Regions from separate parts of the Mus musculus genome. Here all the other regions are linked to region 1. The links are chromatin contacts, called in public promoter capture Hi-C maps. All regions are on one chromosome and are shown on one strand. The core of a region is the stretch at or near the end of the contact, and the rest is flanking DNA. Distances in the headings are between cores, read along the strand shown. Region 1 holds the start of Zfp658 (zinc finger protein 658). Region 2 holds the start of Leng9 (leukocyte receptor cluster (LRC) member 9). Region 3 holds the start of Zfp667 (zinc finger protein 667). Region 4 holds the start of Rps5 (ribosomal protein S5). Region 5 holds the start of Selenow (selenoprotein W). Region 6 holds the start of Foxa3 (forkhead box A3). Region 7 holds the start of Dmpk (dystrophia myotonica-protein kinase).

The links. Promoter capture Hi-C pulls out the DNA fragments that hold promoters and counts their contacts.
Region 2: a promoter capture Hi-C map of pre-B cells shows a contact between it and region 1. The contact joins the promoter of Leng9 here to the promoter of Zfp658 in region 1. A contact is called at or near these places in 4 of 39 promoter capture datasets (cranial neural crest, frontonasal cranial neural crest, pre-B cells and 1 more).
Region 3: a promoter capture Hi-C map of pre-B cells shows a contact between it and region 1. The contact joins the promoter of Zfp667 here to the promoter of Zfp658 in region 1. A contact is called at or near these places in 3 of 39 promoter capture datasets (cranial neural crest, pre-B cells and second pharyngeal arch cranial neural crest).
Region 4: a contact with region 1 is called in a promoter capture Hi-C map of pre-B cells. The contact joins the promoter of Rps5 here to the promoter of Zfp658 in region 1. A contact is called at or near these places in 3 of 39 promoter capture datasets (cranial neural crest, frontonasal cranial neural crest and pre-B cells).
Region 5: a contact with region 1 is called in a promoter capture Hi-C map of the HPC-7 cell line. The contact joins the promoter of Selenow here to the promoter of Zfp658 in region 1. A contact is called at or near these places in 3 of 39 promoter capture datasets (the HPC-7 cell line, cranial neural crest and second pharyngeal arch cranial neural crest).
Region 6: a contact with region 1 is called in a promoter capture Hi-C map of cranial neural crest. The contact joins the promoter of Foxa3 here to the promoter of Zfp658 in region 1. A contact is called at or near these places in 3 of 39 promoter capture datasets (cranial neural crest, maxillary cranial neural crest and pre-B cells).
Region 7: a contact with region 1 is called in a promoter capture Hi-C map of pre-B cells. The contact joins the promoter of Dmpk here to the promoter of Zfp658 in region 1. A contact is called at or near these places in 3 of 39 promoter capture datasets (cranial neural crest, frontonasal cranial neural crest and pre-B cells).

The regions. Positions count from the first base shown.
Region 1 is chr7:43,561,094-43,563,644 of GRCm38.p6, forward strand. Zfp658 (zinc finger protein 658) reads left to right here and starts at 1,277. Exons shown (of 5, transcript NM_001008549.2): 1 at 1,277-1,328.
Region 2 is chr7:4,148,594-4,151,144 of GRCm38.p6, forward strand. It overlaps Leng9 (leukocyte receptor cluster (LRC) member 9), which reads right to left and starts at 1,279. Exons shown (of 1, transcript NM_175529.3): 1 at 1-1,279. The coding sequence starts at 1,082.
Region 3 is chr7:6,285,305-6,287,855 of GRCm38.p6, forward strand. It overlaps Zfp667 (zinc finger protein 667), which reads left to right and starts at 1,276. Exons shown (of 5, transcript NM_001024928.2): 1 at 1,276-1,350.
Region 4 is chr7:12,921,048-12,923,598 of GRCm38.p6, forward strand. Rps5 (ribosomal protein S5) reads left to right here and starts at 1,264. Exons shown (of 6, transcript NM_009095.2): 1 at 1,264-1,341; 2 at 1,926-2,034. The coding sequence starts at 1,927.
Region 5 is chr7:15,921,089-15,923,639 of GRCm38.p6, forward strand. It overlaps Selenow (selenoprotein W), which reads right to left and starts at 1,283. Exons shown (of 6, transcript NM_009156.2): 1 at 1,164-1,283. The coding sequence starts at 1,192.
Region 6 is chr7:19,022,259-19,024,809 of GRCm38.p6, forward strand. Foxa3 (forkhead box A3) reads right to left here and starts at 1,281. Exons shown (of 2, transcript NM_008260.2): 1 at 1,091-1,281. The coding sequence starts at 1,159. It overlaps Sympk (symplekin), which reads left to right and starts at 2,119. Exons shown (of 27, transcript NM_026605.2): 1 at 2,119-2,248.
Region 7 is chr7:19,082,573-19,085,123 of GRCm38.p6, forward strand. It overlaps Dmpk (dystrophia myotonica-protein kinase), which reads left to right and starts at 1,286. Exons shown (of 15, transcript NM_001379257.1): 1 at 1,286-1,582. The coding sequence starts at 1,423. Dmwd (dystrophia myotonica-containing WD repeat motif) reads left to right here. Exons shown (of 5, transcript NM_010058.2): 5 at 1-203.

The DNA.
Region 1 (2,551 bases), core at 27-2,526:
CATAAGGAGAGAGCCTGTGGAAGAGCAAGGTGGTGCCCGGGAGGCAATAAGTGCGTGTGGGTATCAATCATATGCTAAGATGTAGCAGAGAATCGATCAGAAGTTGATATTTGCATATTAACTTTTATGTGGTTTAATATAATTTGGCATGTGGTGATGGGTGGCTGAGACTACTTTTTGGGACCCCCGGAGCTGTATCTTTGGACACAAAACCCTGGTCACAAGAGCACCAGTACTATAATTTGTTCTCAAGACAATCAAAATCATATGTGAAGCTAGGCATGATGGCATATCCCCCCCACCCCCCAGCCCTGGAAAGCAGAAGCAGGGGATCATACCATGTTCAATGCTATACTCTTGTCTACACAGAACTAGAGAACGCTAACCTGAGATACTGCACACAATCGTTCATTTTGTTCAGATATTCGACTTTGGCCTATGGATTTATTCCCTCTACTGTACTGCACGTTTTCGTCATCAATTGATCTCTCACCATTTATCATTATCTCCCTCTCCACCTTCCTCTACACTATTTCTTATATATGCAAAACACACAATAAATAATGAAGAATTAAAATAAAAACACTTGTCATTGACAACAGATTTTCTCCACCTCTGGTCCCCATGAAAAGCCTCAGTGTCACATTTATTTCAGACCTTCATCTTTAAAGATTCCACATGGCTTCAATTCCCATTTCCCAACAAACCTAGTTTTTTTTTTCTTTATATTTATTAATTTATTTTTTATTTACTTCTTAGTTTAGAGGAAAAAAATCTTTTAAGTCCCTGAGAATATACAGAAAAAAAAATGGTATTTTTAGTAATATGCAGCATCCCGGTCTCTTGGAAATAACTGATATACACGTATAGGTAGGAAGTAAAATCCCCTGAAAATATGAGACAGCCTTGGACTTTCACTGTGTCACAGTCCACAAGCTTTGCCTGCTTATGTGCACACTGTGATGGTGGTCCCTGTATCATTGTATTGTGGGAGTGGCCATGACAGCTCCTAAAGGAACAGAAACTACAGGAAGATCCAAGTGAAGTATTGGCAAGTTGTAGCGTCACAAATAGTAGCGCGCATGCGCTTCGCCAGCCTCCACAAGGGGAAAAAAGGGGGTGTGGGAGGGTGGCGAAGAACACTGATTCGCAGTAAACGGAAGTGGTCTCGAGCGGTCATATCCGCTTAAATCTCCGCGCAGATCAGTTCTGTTATTGTTGCCCGCACTCCAGGAGAGTTTGGATTCTAACACTGAGGGCCCGGGGGCGGAAGTCGCAGGGAGGGACACTGCGCGTCCTGTGCAGAGTTCTCTGCATTGTTGTGAGAGGTGAGCGGCAGGGGCGCAGGGAGGATGCTGTGCTGTTGAGCGCTGATTTGTGTTGAGTGACAGCTGACACAGCTACTGGAGGGATGCCCTGGTTGAGCTGGGGTGGGAATCCTATGGGAGTTGGGAGAGCAGGGTTGCTGAGAGAGACAGACAGTGCAGCCAGCTACCGCAAGCCTGGGGCTAGCGTCTCTGAGGGCGATCGCGCTGCTTTCTAGTAGTAGCCTGCGAGAAGAGAACAGGCAGATACAAATGGAAAATGAGATTATTTGTGGTTTGGGCTTAATTTGGGAAAGCCAGCCATTCTCGGTCAGCCTGTGGCTTCTGCCTGCGGAACTAATACTAAGAACACGTGGAACAAAAGCCAGGGGATTTGCATATGCAAAGAGGGCACAGGCATCGGAGCTGCAAGTTGAGCCTTTGTGCAGGTAGCAAGGCTTGTAAAACAGGACCTTTTCGTTCCCAGCATGTAGTCTCCTGTAGAGAGCTAGCGCTGCAAAGCAAACGTTTAAAAGGCAAATCCTAATCCCCGGGCCGTTTTATGTGAGGGCTGGGACATGAGGCGGGTCAATGCTGCCTCTGCTGAGACCATATGGTCACAATAAGAGTCAGTGATTGGCACTTGAGCAGAAGGACCCTGTGTCCTTATTGGAGGTTGTATGTTCCTTGGGTATCACTATTGAGTTTATTGAAGATTCTCTGGAAACTAGTAAATTGTCATCTTGGCTGCCAAAGTAATAACGTTCTGGGGAACTAGGTATGCCCATTTTAACCCCGTGGTTAAATTAATCCTGTGGTCAGTCCACTTATCAGAGGTTACTTAAAGTCCAGAATGACAGTGAATATGTCCTGTGTACCATAAAAACATTGTGGACAAGGGAGAAATGTTTTGTGTCGAGGGCCTGGTGTTTATGTGCAGGGTTTCCAAGTCAGGGAAGGGATTGAGCCATTGAATTTAAGGAAGAGAAACAGGATGTCAATGTGGGCATAGATGAAAACGAAAATGTCTAGACAGGCACAGAGAGCCAGGAGTGGCCATCACCACACCACACTGCACCACATCTCTGCTCTCAGAAGGAGAAAGGGTTCTGGGTGCTGGGCACACAGAGACCGCCCGAGATCATGGGCACTGGGTGTGGTTTAGAGTAGGGAAGGAACGGGACTGGTCCTGCTCTTCCTCTTAGGGTGTGTTCTGGAACAGCCCATAAGCTTAGTTGTCATTTCTG
Region 2 (2,551 bases), core at 29-2,528, about 39 Mb before region 1:
TCCTCCCCAGGGCCTGTCAGCCTTAGCAAGACCACTGTCAAGTGCAGGGCCTGTGCTGGTACCAGGAACTCAGCACAAGAAGGGGCAATCCGGACCAGATGCTCTTGGGCCTTGACCACCTCAGCCCTAAGCCCAGACTCTGTCACCATCAGTGCCACAAAATGTGTGGGCCGGGGCTGGCGAGGGGCCCTTCTGTCGTCAGGCCAAACACCTGGATCCCACACATTTCCCATCTCTTCAGCAGAAAGCCCTTTCGTTTCCATGCCCTGCGCCTGCCACTGTGGAAGCAATGTAGCTCTGGGCTCCTCTACTGAGCTGATCTTCACTCCTGAGAAGTTCATGCTTGGGTCTGGCATTTCTAACTCAGTGGTCCCATTCAGCCCGGTCTCTTTGGTTGGCCCATCCACTTCAGGTGTCTCCAGGCTGGAATCAAGCCCAGTTCTGGTCTCTTTGATTGCCCCACCCTCTTCGTGTGTCTCCAGGCCCGAATCAAGACCTGTTCCGGTCGGGTTTCCACCCGCCTCTGCAAGGGCATCCTGGGTATCCAGACCCTCTAAACCCACCCCTGTTTTCTCTGTGTCGGGAATTTCTGCCGTGACCTCTGTCCAATGCTCGTCCCCGCCGTCCAGCGCATCAAGGATAGTGGGTCCCCGACCAGCCACAGAGCCCGATCCAAAAATGAGGTCAGTACGGGAGGCACGGTCCCATACCAGGCGGCCGCGGAAGCGGAAGTAGCGTATGCGGTGCTGCGGCACTGCCAACACGCCAGGTCCGAGCGCTGCCAGCGGCTCGTCCCAGCAGAAGGCGCAGAATGGCTCTTCCTGCACTCCCAGGAAGCGGTCGGTGTAGCCCACCGAAAAGTCAGCAGGGTCCAGGCGCGGGTCCCAGCGGATGCGTCGGATGACGTCAGCAGCAGTACGCAGAGCCGGCTTCTTGGACCCAGCCTCCGGTTGCGTAACCACCGGGGACGGCGCCGGGGCCCCGGGATGTGGCTGACGGCAGCGCGCACCGAAGCGACAGCGGCCCTCTAGGAAGAAGCGGCAGACCGCGGGGGCCTCAGAGGAATCGGCCGAGGCCTCCATGGGCCTTCACGCACTAAGCGGTCTCTGTCTGCAGCGTTGATCTCCAACTGTGACGCCAGGAACCCCTCCCGCCTCAGGTGGAAGGAGGCCAAAGGACCAGGCAGGGCGTCAGAATGTAACACGGGCTCTGGAGCTCTAATTTCAAGTCCAGTTTATTTACGCGTACCGGGTTTGTAAGCCACTGGGAACCCCCTCTTGCCCCGCCTGAAATGATTTACATATGTCCAGCCCCTCAGGGAGTCTTAAAGAGCCTGGCCCCGCCCAACCAGCCAATTTATGTGTGCGTCAAGCTTCTCTCTGGACATCCAGGGAGTCACGTCTTATTCCATACAACTTCTCCCTTTGGGGACTTTAGCGAGACAGTTTAGCAAATACTTGACAAGTGCCCCACCGCTGTCAGGGCCCCAAGAAAGGCTTCTCCGCATCCGATTTACATATACTCCGCAGCCTGGGTGGGGGTAGGGCTTAGACAACCCCTCCGGCCGCCTCCAGATACTTTGCATCTGCTCAGCCTCTCGAGACCTCTAGGGAGCCTGGCAGGGCAGCAACTGATTTACCTGAACACCGCAGCTTCGTTGGGAGGAGAGGAGTGGGACTCAGCGGTCTTGGCCCCGCCCCCAACCGTCTTTAAAGTTTGTAGCCAGCTCCCATGCAATTGATTATCTTACATGCCACACCTCATAACGAATAAAGTGACTCCTGGTTCTGCCTCTGTCAAGTTATTTATAAATGTCTTTCCTGGGAGCCTCACCCCTTTACCTTGGCCTCACTCCACCTGATTGTTTTACACATGCTCCGCCCCTCATTGGTCTTATCCTGGACTCAACCATGGTGAAATGGTTTCTCCTGTGCCTCCTTGTAGAGGTCGGGTTTTACTCCTGTCACCAGCCTAACGTTTGAAATATACGACCCACCCTTTTGGAAACTATAAAAACCCTTACTCTACCTCTGGTTCGGTTAATTTAAATTGGTCTTATCCCTCTAGGGACCTAAGATAGCCCCGTCCCAAAACAAACCCAGAGACTAATTCTAATTGTTCCTCCCCTCTGAAAACCTTTGAGAATTTTGCTTCACCCCCCTCCCGATATAGGTTCGGGCAGTCCTGCACCTCTAGATGTTAAAATATCTGGACGTCTCAGGCTGAACTTTGTGCCCAGATTTGTAACGCAACAGCCTCCCGCAGGGCGACACACAGTTGGTGGGACCTGAAGCCCTTCCCACGGGAACCACACCCTCGTGGCTCCAAAGGCTCGCCAACCGCTTCCCTTTGCAGGGAAGCGCCGCCCAGTCAGAGTGCACCTGGAGGGAAGTGGATGGCCAGGCGACTGTGACTCTTTATGCCAGATAGCAGCTGTCACGGGTGTTGGACTTTATCCAGGTGGTAGTGAGGATCGGTCAAGGTTTGAGGGATGAATAGGACTGTGGTAGAGACTCCGCCTTTGGGGAGGGGCATTACATGAATACGTATT
Region 3 (2,551 bases), core at 26-2,525, about 37 Mb before region 1:
CCCCCATTCTTGGACTGGGGCTCTCTCAGTCTCTTGGTTTCCCCTTTAGAGAAATGATGTGTAGAACTTAACCTCTGTGCTTCCCTCCTACTTCCTATTTCTGGGGCCTCAGGTAAGGTCCAATGTGCTTGGAACCTCAGTTTTCCCATCGGTGAAATGAAATGCTGTGTTTGCTCAGTAGTGCCGTTGTTTCCCACATGACCATTCAGATGTCACAGTTGACGCTCATCACTGTCTTGACTGAAGATCTAAATGAGTCACTTCCCTTTCTCTAGGCACTTATATTTATACGCAGGTTGGGTATACTGAATTGTGCAGCTGACAGCATTTCACTTGTGCACACACCAATGACTGTGTTCTTGCTAAGGGATGCCATAACAGGGTCTGGTGTCTAGTCTACCCTTATCCTGGTGATTGCTGTGCGACCCGAGAGTCATTCCTTGTCCTTCACTGAGCCTAGGGTTTCCTCAAGTATTACCCCTATTCTCTTTCTACTTGGTGAGATGTAAAGTGACTCCGGAAGTGGCTTGAATGGAGTTATAATTTGATAAGGTAGGACCAGAAATCATTAGGGTTGCTCAAGAGGTTTAGGGCAGGCCTTTCCCCTTTACGTGAGATTTATACTGAGTTCCTAGAAAATTTCAGGTTTATAGTTTGGGAGGGAGTACGGCCTTATAAGTGTTGAATTGTGCTGTGGAGAGTCTTCAATCAGACTCCAAGGTGGAACGCTCCTCTTCTCACGTGCCCATCGTTTCCCCCATGGCTTTCTAAACAGCCACAGAAGAAACTCTGTCCTCTCCTCTGAGGGTCACAAGGTCTCCAGACAGGCGACAACGAGGATGGAAACACCCTTTTGGGCGTGGATATCCTTAGTCTCTTGCCAAAGCCTGAGGTTGGCGGTACAAGCTCGCGGTTGCGCACGGCGTAAGGCGCGTGGAAGCCCAGTGAGTCCGAGGTGTGGAACGCTAGGAGAAGCATCCCGGAAAGGACGCATGCTGAATGGACTCTAACGGGAGCTTGGCCGAACCCCTTAGAAAAGCGCTTAGCGTAGGAGGGCGCACACGGGTCGGCAGAATAGCCAACCAAATTATTGAGGGCGTGGCCTCGCGCTGTCTCCGGGGTTCTGCGACTGCAGCGTCTAGTTGCGTGTCAGGGGGCGTGGCTCCGCGCTCCGGGGGAAGCCCTGGGGGCGGGGCCGCACTGGCCTGCGTCCTTCTGGAGGGGCGGGGGGACCGGGGAGAGGCCCTGAAGGGATCCCTGGGGGTCTGGGAGGCGAGTGCGCAGGCGCGGGAGCTCTGTTGCTAGCAGTTCTGTGGCAGCTGTGAGACGGAGGACGCAGCAGGGAGACAGGTGAGGGGGTCTGGTGACTGCGAGCCTTCCTTCAGTGGGAATGATTGATAGCGTGTGTGTGTGTGTGTGTGTGTGTGTGTGTGTGTGTGTGTGTGTGTGTGTGTGACAGAGAGACAGAGAGAGACAGAGACCTGTTTGCGTGGGTCGCTCTGGTGATCTGAGTTGATTCGGGTGCACGCCTGAAGCTTCGTGTATGCTTGGCGTATATTGTTTGTTGTGGGGTGAACACAGTATGAGAATCCTTCAGGAGACTCCACGTGTGTATATGTGTGTGCGCGAGAGAAGAGAAGTGGAAGGGGGGCGCGGGAGAAGGGAAGTGGGAGGGGGGAAGGGAGAGGGAGAGACCGACTAGGCCTGTGAGCCCCAAGAAACAGGTGCGAATACCACCAACTGCGTGATGTGACCAGTGTGCCCTGTGTAAAGGAAGACACTACAAGGGGCCGCTAGTGGATGTAGGAACAGAGTTCTGAGCATCTCGGTTGTACTTGTGTGTGAGTGTGATAGACTGATGGAGCTGTTTATCATAGTCTGAGGGCACTCGGCCTGTGGGGCCCAGGGACAGGTGACTGTACAGGTCCTAGTGGGAAAGGAGGCCACCGCAGGCTAGAGGGGCCCAAGGGTGTGGGCACACAGTTCTGAGTATCTCTATGTCACTAGCTGTGCTGGTGTGAGAGTGTTGGCGGGTGTGTTTGTGTGTGTGTGAGAGAGAGAGGCTGATGAAGTTATTTATCAAAGTCTAGAGATACAGTGAGCCATCAGATGACAATGGCTTTGTGAGTGTGTGCCAGTGTGTGATTGATCGTGCCTCATCTCATTTGTTACCGTGGCAACGGGCTCCTCTAGAGGAGGAGATGTGATGGCCTAGTCTGGGAAACTGAACCTGTTAAGGATGAGACTTTTCCTTCTGTACAAAGGGATAAATGGCGCTCATCAGAGTGTTGATGGAAAGGCTAAACGGACTGTGAAATAATACAGGTGAAATGCCTTGTACAATGCCTGGGACATACTGAGTGCGGTGTAGAGTCTGGCCTTTGTTGTAGTGCTGACGGTGGAGGTTTGCTGTTGTGTTGTTGGCCTGTGTACAGGTAGGGTTGTAGTGGTGAATTCCAAAGGAGTTTTAGTGTCTACATTTGGAATTTGGCCGTCTTTCACCTCTAGCAGAGGTTCTGGATTGAGCAGTGGTGCACACACCCTCCAGACT
Region 4 (2,551 bases), core at 14-2,513, about 31 Mb before region 1:
CTCTTTCCTCTTCTCTCCTCTCCCTTCCCTTCTCTCCTTATGTTTGTTGACACCTTTCCTCTCTTCTCTCTTCTCTTCTCTCTCCCTCCCTCCCTCCCTCTTTCCTCTTCTCTCCTCTCCCTTCCCTTCTCTCCTTATGTTTGTTGACACCTTTCCTCTCTTCTCTCTTCTCTTCTCTCTCCCTCCCTCCCTCCCTCTTTCCTCTTCTCTCCTCTCCCCTCCCTTCTCTCCTTATGTTTGTTGACACCTTTCCTCTCTTCTCTCTCTTCTCTTCTCTCTCCCTCCCTCCCTCTTTCCTCTTCTCTCCCTCCTCTCCTTATGTTTGCTGACACCTTTCCTCTCTTCTCTCTCTTCTCTTCTCTCTCCCTCCCTCCCTCCCTCCCTCCCTCTTTCCTCTTCTCTCCTCTCCCCTCCCTCCTCTCCTTATGTTTCATCCCAGCAGTTGGGAGGAGCAGAGGCAGATGAATCAGCCTGGTCTAAAGAGCGAGTTCCTGGACAGCCGGTGCTACAAGGAGAAACCCTGTCTCCAAAACAAACAAACAAACAAACCCACCCCTGGGGGTGAACCTGCTGGCAAGGTCTCTCCCTTATTAGTACCAAATCACTGGGATCTCAGATAAGTAAGTCACCTAGGAGATCCCCGGGCTGCCAACCCCTCCAGGACTCCCCTCTATGTATCCCTCCCCGGGGAGGTTCACGAATGGCGGTCGGAATCTACTGTCCGCGATTGAACCTGAGGAAAAAAAGCCCAGACAAGCGTGGCCAGAGTGATTAAAAAGGAAGTGATCCCATACCGGAAGCCTGGGACCCGCCGAGCATGGCTTGCGGGAGGGGAGAGGGTGGGGCCCGTGCTTGTGAACCCGGATCGGTGGTAACCACAGGACCCGACTCCATTATTTTGGTGAGAAAATGTGAGCCGAGCTGGTTGCCCTAGCTAAGAATCCACCGTCCATGGTTCCTGGGTTTTGCAGCCTAATTACGGAGAGCGTGGACTGGACGTCAGCACTACTTAGATATGGCGGCGTCGGTCTCACCAAAGTTTCTGCGCATGTGCGCCGACTCAGAAGCCTAGCTAGTACTTCAGAGGTCCGCCAGAAGACGGGCGTGGCGCTGTTTCTAAAAGTGCGCATGCTTTACCCGGCTCAAAGGGCGCCTCTCATCCTAGCGCTTGATTGGTTGGTGAGCACGCTGTTTTCATCTGCGCGTGCGTCTCTACCTCTGACCCGGAAGTTTTCGCTTTGCATAAAAGCGCTAGTCCGCTGCGCGCGGCCTCTTCCTGTCTGTATCAGGGCGGCGCGTGGTCCACGCCGAGCGACTGAGAAGCCCAGTCTGCGCCCTCAGGTGAGGCTGCGGAGGGACACGGAGTTCAGAAGAGGTGACCATGAGTGTTCTAAGGCACATCTGGGGGGCCGGAGGCCGAACCTGAAGCCTGGGCGTGACCGCTTGGATCTCACCGTTTCTCTGCGAAAAAGGGTGCCTAGGGAAACTCGGCACGGGCCGAGTTAGTCTTCGCCTCTTGTTTGCACTGTTTTGACTTCATACTTTGCACACACGGGACTCCAGGGAAATCACTTGGGTCATATACCATAAACATAAATCTAGGTTTGCTTAGTTTTGTGATGACTCTTTTGCTCAGTACACGTTCTAAGTGCACAACGGAAATCTGATGGGAGCTGATGAGTATACGGCTTCATGAACCATCATACTGTGGTCCATGTACCAGCTGATTAGCGGGGTGACTGCCGAGTTACTTTAGAATCCTGAGTGGTTTTCCTGGGTTTGGAGAGCTGTTCAAAGCTTTCTGGGTCTCCCCTTCATGTCCCAGTTTGCCACAAAGTGAGAGTTCGTCTGAAGAGTTTGGGGTCAGAGTGACTGCTCCAGCATGTCTAGGCAGTAACGGTTTCTTGCCATTCTCCTGTCCCCAGGATGACTGAGTGGGAAGCAGCCACACCAGCGGTGGCAGAGACCCCTGACATCAAGCTCTTTGGGAAATGGAGCACTGATGACGTGCAGATCAACGATATTTCTCTGCAGGTAAAAGGAACTTAATGATTGTTCTTTGTGATGATTTTTTTAATTGAGACCAGGTGTGGATGAGCTTCTAGTTCAGAAAAGGGCATAAAACAACCAGTGGATGTACAAGACAGGTAGAAGAGCAATAACTGGACAGCTACACCCACGCCTAATACAAACTGGCACTAAAAGATGTTAGAGTGTGGTTTTTATCCCGTATTTTTCTAATCGTGTGTCTCTTGAGACAGAGTCAGGGTCTTGCTGTGTAGCCCTTGCTGGCTGCCTGGAGCTCTTTGAGATCTTGCCTCTGTCTCCCATGTGCCACTACACCTGACTTGATGTCCCCTTTCGTTTGTATATTCAGTTAGTGGGTATCAATTGAAAAGATGGCTTTAGTCAACTGAACCATGTTGGCACCCTTGTCAAAAGCAGTTGGTAAGCTGCTATCAGCCTACAGCAAGAGGAATTTGAGTATGAGACCAGTTGGTGCTATGAATGTTCCCTGCTGCCCTCCCCTGAAAAATGTCAGTTGGCTATG
Region 5 (2,551 bases), core at 33-2,532, about 28 Mb before region 1:
GTTACAGGGTTATCGGTAGTAGGACCTCAGGCTGGCCCTGCCTCATTTCCAGCCTCAGTTTCCTCCCCTGTAAGATGGAGACAGAATGGCTGGAGAGCCCCTCAATGGACTTCAGGGGTGCAGAATCCATTCAGCAAGCACTTTTCAATCACTTACTGCAAGCCAGCTGATTATCAGATGCAGATGGAGGAAAAAGTCATCAAGAGAAAATGGCTGGTCTTTCTACGCCTGCCTCTAGCAGGGGCACAATTAATAGCGCTGGCAGGTAACTAACCAACATCATCACCTCCTTCACACTACAGAAGGGGAAACTGAGGCCAGAAAAGAACTGGGGTTAACAGCACCGGCACTCACTGATCAGAAACCAGTAAGAGTTTTTTGTTTTGTTATTTGTATTGCTGGGAACCGAACCCAGGATCTGGTGCATCTCATGCAAACACTCTACCACTGAGCTACACCCTCACCCTACAATCTATCCTATATTACTTTTTCTTTTCGGGGCACAGGGTCTTACTACATCACCCCGGTTGCCTCTAACAAGCAGCTTAGCTGGCCTGGAACTATCTACCTGCCTCTACTTCCGAATGCTGGGATTAAAAGTGTGCATCAACACCACCACTCCGTGACTCAGTTCGCCCTTTTCATGTACACACTGGGAGGTGCGACCACTGTTAACTCACACTACAATCCAGGTACGGGACATCCCCAGACCTCCCAACAGCGCTTATGAGTAAACCCCCAACTACACCACACCTTGTATTCTCTAACTCATGCCGCTCAGTGAGGGGGAAGGGAAACAGCCTGTCGGGAAGGAAAGGTCCCCAGAGAAACCCGATGCTACCCTTCCCCTCCCCTCAGCGCTGAGTCACGTGTTCAAAGTGGCCCCAAGTATCAGTTTCCATTTTCACTGGTGAGATGTCACTCAGATGTCAGATGCCAGGGATCGGGCTCAAGTCTCTGTTACCTCCATCCCACCCGCTTGGAAATCCCTCCCTTTGGGTCTGAAATACAGTCATCGTACTCGGTTACCAGACCCTGGTAGATAGGGGGAGGGGCAAAGAAAAGGGTGGGAGAGGGTCTCCTGGCACAAAGGTTGGGGAGCAGAGAAAGGGCACAACGAGCCGGGAGCAGGAAAAGGGGGAACTGCAGTCACCCGGACTTACCAATACACGACTCGAACGGCGAGCGCCATAGCTGCACGTCGCATCCCCGCACAACACGAGGACCCGACCCACAAGCAACAAGGACCTCAAGCTCTGAGCGTGGGGCCGTGCGCACAGCCGACTGCCTCACGAGTCAGAGCAAACCAAGTGCGGGGGTGGAGAGTGGGCAGAGCTACGGGAGGACCGAGGTTCCGGAGCACGGCGGGGTCTGTGGCCAGGGGCGCGAACCTCAACGCAAGACTCCATGATATCTTGATATCTGGGGTTCTCTTGATATCTGGGGTTGTCTCCATAGACAGCGTCTCTGGGACCAGTAACCTGAGAGCCCCTCGCCGTCCCTTCTCTATGCCATAATGGTTCAGTCCTCAGGGCGGTGGCTCGAGGCAGAGAATTGGTTGAGACTGAAGTTCAGTTACAGAGTGGCTGAGAGGGGCAGGGCAGGGAAATCGACGCATTGGGAGACAGGCAATTGGGATGGATCCCTCCTCCCCAGCGCTAACTGGACCAGACTAAATGAACCTTAGGTCTGGAAAACTGAAACTAGGAGTCCCAGTGTGCGCTTTAGGTCCAGCTGTCTCACCACCGACAGACCCCCTGCGCACCCCCAAAACCATGCAACCCCTCTTTTTGCGCCTTCCCGCTCCCTTCCAGCTGCCTTCCAGCAGAAGGATATATAGAAAGTCCTGGAATGGGGCTTGGACTGTAGCGCAGTTGGTAGAGAACTTGCCTACCATGTATAAAGCCCTAGTTTGGGTCCCTAGCACACTGTTATCTGGGGGCTGTGGTACAAGCCTGTAATCCCAGCATTTGGGAAGAAGAAACTGAAGGACTGAGTTCAAGGTTATCCTTGCTACACAGGGAGTTTGACGCTAGTCTGGGCTACATGAGCAGTTGTCTCGAAACAAAAAATCCAGGCGTTGCCTTTAATGCCAGCAGTCAAGAAATCTCTGTGGGTTCGAAGCCAGTCTAGCCTACGTAGAGCGTTCCAGGACAGACATGAGAGACCGTCTCAAGGGGGAGAAAAAGGTAAAAGTGGACAAAATATTTGAGTTTAGGATTCCTGAGCCTCACTTTCTCCTCCTTGAAAGCTGGACAGATAACAGGAGATAGTCATTCCCACAGAATTTTTTTGCTCTCTAGTTTCTTATCCTCCACACCCTATGAACAAACGGCAATGGCATGCCCACCCCCTCCCTCCCCTCTCTCTACTTTCCCACCACCACCACCACCACCACCAAGGATGGCTCACCAGCAGAGATGTTTATCTGTCACCTGACTTCTTTAATTGACTTCAACCGGCTATCCCCGCCAATGGTTAACTAGGGACCAAATAAGGAAATTTTCCCACCTAGCCCTCTGGTTCCCCATCAGTACCCTACCCTGCACAC
Region 6 (2,551 bases), core at 31-2,530, about 25 Mb before region 1:
AGTCACCAACACCTCCAGCCCCCTCCCTTTCTACTTCTGCACACTCCCAATTCCTTCCCGGTCAGCTCTGCCCCACCTCACACCTCACCAGACCTAGGACAGGCCCCTCCCGGGCACCTCGCCAACTCCAAGACCAGCTACCCCTAGGGATCCAGGAGTCCAATTCCACAACTTGGAAATACAGACCCTAGCCACCTCCCTCAGCCGCTGAAGCTTGACTTGTTCGAGAGCCCCCCCCCCCCACCTTAAGCCGTCTATGTCAGGAGCTCATGGGTCCAGAACCTCGGCCCTTCTCCCCACCATCACAATATGGACTACAGGGTGCAGAAGCACTCGGACAAACGGGAGTTAGACGTGAAGAGGGACTTTCTGTTTGTTGGGGTGAAGGAATTAATGTAAGTCTAGCAATGCCTAGATGGTGTACATTCTGGAGAGCCCCTGCTGAGGGTCGGGGTAAGGATGGCTGACTCCTGCCACACAGATGTGGATCCTCTTGTCTTTTGATCTTCCAAGGCTGACGTCATCTGAGGACTAGTCTACCTAAGCCACCTGTTACATTAGATTCCTCAGAAGGACCCCCGACCACCCTATTTGTGCCCCTACCTTAGCTCCTCAGCTGATCTTTATCCCGGAACCTCAATTCTGACCCCCGACTGCCCGAAGTCCCCCAACCCCCGTCTTCAACCCTGAATTCCGGCACAAACTTTTCCTTACTGCGGACTACCAATGCCTCTTAGTCTCTGTATTTCTCCTCTCTACTACAGAACTCATTTCTCGAGGTCCTCCAGCTCTATCGCTCTACCCTAGAGCTCCGGTTCCCACCTCCAATTTGTTCATTCGACTCAGGGGCTCGACACCTTTCAAGTATAACTTCGAGGTTTCATTGCTAACATTTTCTTCCGTTGGAAGCAAGCCTTCGCATGGATCTGCAGTCTAAATCGTTCTCCCAAACCTTGTCCCCCGACTCCCACACCTAGAATCTGTGTCCTCAGGTCTGTTGCTCCCACCTGGGCCCACACCACAGCGCCTGCTTGCATTTAAGCCCCACACCTGCCCCCCATTTCCCGCTCCGCCATCCCCGAGGACACACCTCGCCCGCCTCCGGGTAGTAGCTCCACTCGGCCAGGTCATGAGCCTCCATCTTCACTGAGCCCAGCATCCCCGGGGCCTGCGCCCCCACACACCCAGGCTGAGGCCCCCCTGGGGGAACCGAGTGCTTCGGTCTCTCTACAGGCACTAGCCCCGAGTTCCGACCTGAGGCACACAGCCCGGGAGTCCCGCTGGCCCAGGCGCCTTGGGAGGCAGCCACTTTTTATAGCCGGGACACCCCCTCCCGGGCCCGCCCCGGGCTCCCCGCCCGCCTCCCCGAGCGCGGCGCCCTCGGATTGGGGCGCCCCCTGCGGGATCTCAAGAAGAGAGACCTCAGGCACTGGGAGCCTCGGTCCTGGCACCTGGAAGCTTGCGATGGATGAAGAGTCGGGGACTACAAGGCGTGGGGTAGAGAGCCACACCCTGCTGATCCCAAAAGCCCTAGAGCAACAGAGCGGGAGCCGGGGAATCTTTCTGCCTCTAAGTGTTTCATCATCTCCAGCTAAAGGAGGGAAACTCTAGAACCCCGCATGTCTTCCACGAAAGAAAGGAGGTTGACAGAGCTCAGGACTCCACAAGTCCCTATACAACACCGTTTAAGTAGCCCGCAGAGATTCCTGAAACCACATTCCCATTGGACAGACAGGAAGACTGAGGCTTTTGACGTCTGCGAATGTTGCAGGCTCCGTACAGAGTCAGGGTCGGCGGTGGAAAGGCTCAGGGCTTCTGCTCAGACCCCATTAAGGCACCAGATCTCCTCTAAGACCCAGAAACTCCACTCACAGCACTCTCCACTCAACGTTAGCCAGCCGTCTAGGGAGAGGGACTCCGGACCGCTGGGAACTCCATTTCCCAGAAGCCTTCGTTCCCATTTCCGTCCGGCGCCTGCGCAGCGCGGACTACATTTCCCAGAAGGCATGGCGCTCGAAGGCCGGAAATGGCGGCCGCTCCGGTGGACGCCCGGGGAGGGCGGGCGGCTGCCGACGCGGCACGCCTTAGGGGCGGGGACCGGCCGCGGTGCCGGACTCCATTTCCCGGCGGCCCTACTAGTGCAGCGCCTGCGCCGTGTCACGGCGGCGGGCGGAAGATGGCGGCGGCGGCAGCGTCTGCGGAGAGGCGCTGCTGAGGGGGCGCGAGGGGGACAGAGGCCGGAGTCGCGGTGAGCGGGTGGCGGCGTGAGGTCCTGGGGTGGGGGGAGGGGGGGCGCTGACAAGGCCGGGGCGCGAGCGATGGGGAGGGCCTCGGCGAGGGCCGGGAGCAGCGGGGTCGCGGGCCCCCGCTTCTTCCCACACTGCTCGGGACCCATCCTTGCCTTCTTTGGCTTCCCGGTCCCCCGGGGCCAAAGTTCCACCGTGGCCGCGCAGACCTCCTGGGCCACCAGCCTGGCCCTGGCTCGTCCCCCGCTCCGCACACTGCTGCACCGGGCCCTTCACTTCCCCAGACTGGCCGTGTGCGAAGCTTC
Region 7 (2,551 bases), core at 36-2,535, about 24 Mb before region 1:
TCCCAGCATGTGACTGTTCACTCCTGGGAGAGACTTAGCCCACAGTACCCCTGGGTGAGAGGGCAGGGCAGGGGCCATCCCCACTCCTGCCCAAACTCCACCCCTTGCTATGGTCTGTGATTTTGAAAGTGTTAAATTATGGAAGCCCTGAGGGCCCTCCTTGTTCCCCTGGACCTCTTATTTATACTAAAGTCCTTGTTTGCACAGTGTTTCTGTTCCCTGGGGCAGGGTAGGGTGGGGGTTGCAGTACTTGGCCTCCAAGCTGTGCTCTGACCAAAGGAAGCCCAATCTTAGCTGTTTCCCCATCCCTAGCCCCGAGCAGAGAGCCCTCTGAAAGATGAGTCTCGACCCCCAAAGTCAAGAGGCTGAGATGGCCTTCCTACTAGGTCCTTGGAGATGTTTGAAACTTGTTTTAAACACCAGGACTATCCAAGCATGCTCTCCTTGGGGAGAGGAGGATGCTGGAATTGACTGCACTCCCTGCCTCCTCTGAACATGCCTTTGCAGTCTGCTGCCCCTGGCCCATTTATGACTGGCCATCTAGTGCCAGCTGGAGGTCATGATTTCCTCCCCAGAGAACTGGCCACCCTAGAAAGAAGCTAACTTGTCGCCTGGCTTGCTGTCCAGGCAGCTCCGCCCTCAACCCCTAAAATGTTTCTGTCTCTAATCCTAGCCCAGGCAGGAATGTGGCTGCCCCGGCCTGTGGCCAAGGAGCTATTTTGGGGTTCTCTTTTGCTTAAGGAGGGCCTGGATCCACCACTTGCCTCCCCCAGGCTGGGGCCAGCAGGTCACCCCTGGCCCTGGCGGCTGAGCAAACTCTCTCCTGATCTTCCTTCTACCTCCTGCCAAAAAATGGGGGGGCGGGTAATACAGCAGGCACAGGGGCTAAATTTAACTGTCCCAAAGTCGGAATCCATTGCTGAGTCACGAAGAAGCTGCCCCTGGCCTTTGCCCCCCCCACTACCCCCTCACCCCCTGTTGCCCAGGCATCAGCCCTTTCCCCCAACCCCTCCCAGCTCTGAGTCTATAGACTGGCTCTCCTGGGCACTGACACCTCCCACCTGTAACTCCCTGTGCTCTCTTTATGGGTGGGTAGAGTCAATGGGGGGGGGCAACCCTGGAGTATTACTCTGTCCCCTGACATTGGGCTCTGAAGAGTTTTGAGGGGCCCTGGAAGAAGGGAGTTGGGGTGTTGGCTCAGGAGGGGTTAAAAACTGGGAGGCGGGAGGGGGGCTGGGCCAAGGGGTGGAGAAAAGAGGAGGAGGCCTTAAGCATAGAACTGGCCAGAGAGACCCAAGGGATAGTCAGGGACGGGCAGACATGCAGCTAGGGTTCTGGGGCCTGGACAGGGGCAGCCAGGCCCTGTGACGGGAAGACCCCGAGCTCCGGCCCGGGGAGGGGCCATGGTGTTGCCTGCCCAACATGTCAGCCGAAGTGCGGCTGAGGCAGCTCCAGCAGCTGGTGCTGGACCCAGGCTTCCTGGGACTGGAGCCCCTGCTCGACCTTCTCCTGGGCGTCCACCAGGAGCTGGGTGCCTCTCACCTAGCCCAGGACAAGTATGTGGCCGACTTCTTGCAGTGGGGTGAGTATGGATAGGAAGCCTGGGGTTGGGTGCAAGGCAGAGGTGGGTCTACAGGGCAAGAATGGGCTATGGAGGGGCAGGAGGGCCTGGAAAGGGCTTTTTGTAAGGGAGCCAAGCAGAGCTCATGACCTGACCCCAAGCTCCCCTGGTGAGGCACCAGGGTCAGTGAGGCCACCTATGACTCAGCCAGTGCAGGCTGGGGTGGGCATAGCCTCCTGCTATCTCAGCACCCACACTAGGACCTGGCAGCTTTCTCTTTTAGGACCCTTGGCTCCTCAAACTGGCTTCATAGCCCTCCCCAGTTTCCCAGAGTGTGGGGAGGGACAGCGTGGGGCAGCTGCCAGGGTGTGGCCCATAGGCAGGTGTTTGGCGTCTGCCTCCCCAGCTGCCCTGACAGGTGTCCAGGAGCTATGAGGGCACTGTGACTCACAGAGGCCCTGGGGGAGAACCAGCCCGGCAGACAGGCGCCACCGAGCACCCTTTCTGTTCCCCAAATTAAGAGGAAGGAACAACTTCAGCTTCTGAGTGTGCCCATCCCTAGCACTCTGATCCCGCCCAGCCTTTGTGGGCCAGATTGGTCATCCCTCCTGGCTTCTCATCTGCTTTTGTGGTTCTAGCTCAAGACCTCTAATTCCTCTGCTGACTTAAATGCCCTTCCCCAGAGGTCTTCTCAGGCCTAGTGGACAAGCTTGGAGCCTTATCTGCTCCTGCCCAACATTGAGCCAAAGCTCCAGCTTACCCCAGCTTCCTTACAAGTAACGACCTGTTTTGTTGCTCTGTGCCTATTATTAAGGGTCCAGGTCTTGATTCTTGGCTGTCTGCCCATGTGTGTGACCCTAGTGCATTCTCCCCTCCTCCCCCGTTTCACAGATGGAAAGGTTGAGGCCATCGGTTAGACTGCTAAGCCTGTGAAAGACTTTTTCTCCTCTCCAGTCTTTAGTGTCTCCCTCAACCTTTCTTTTGAAGGAT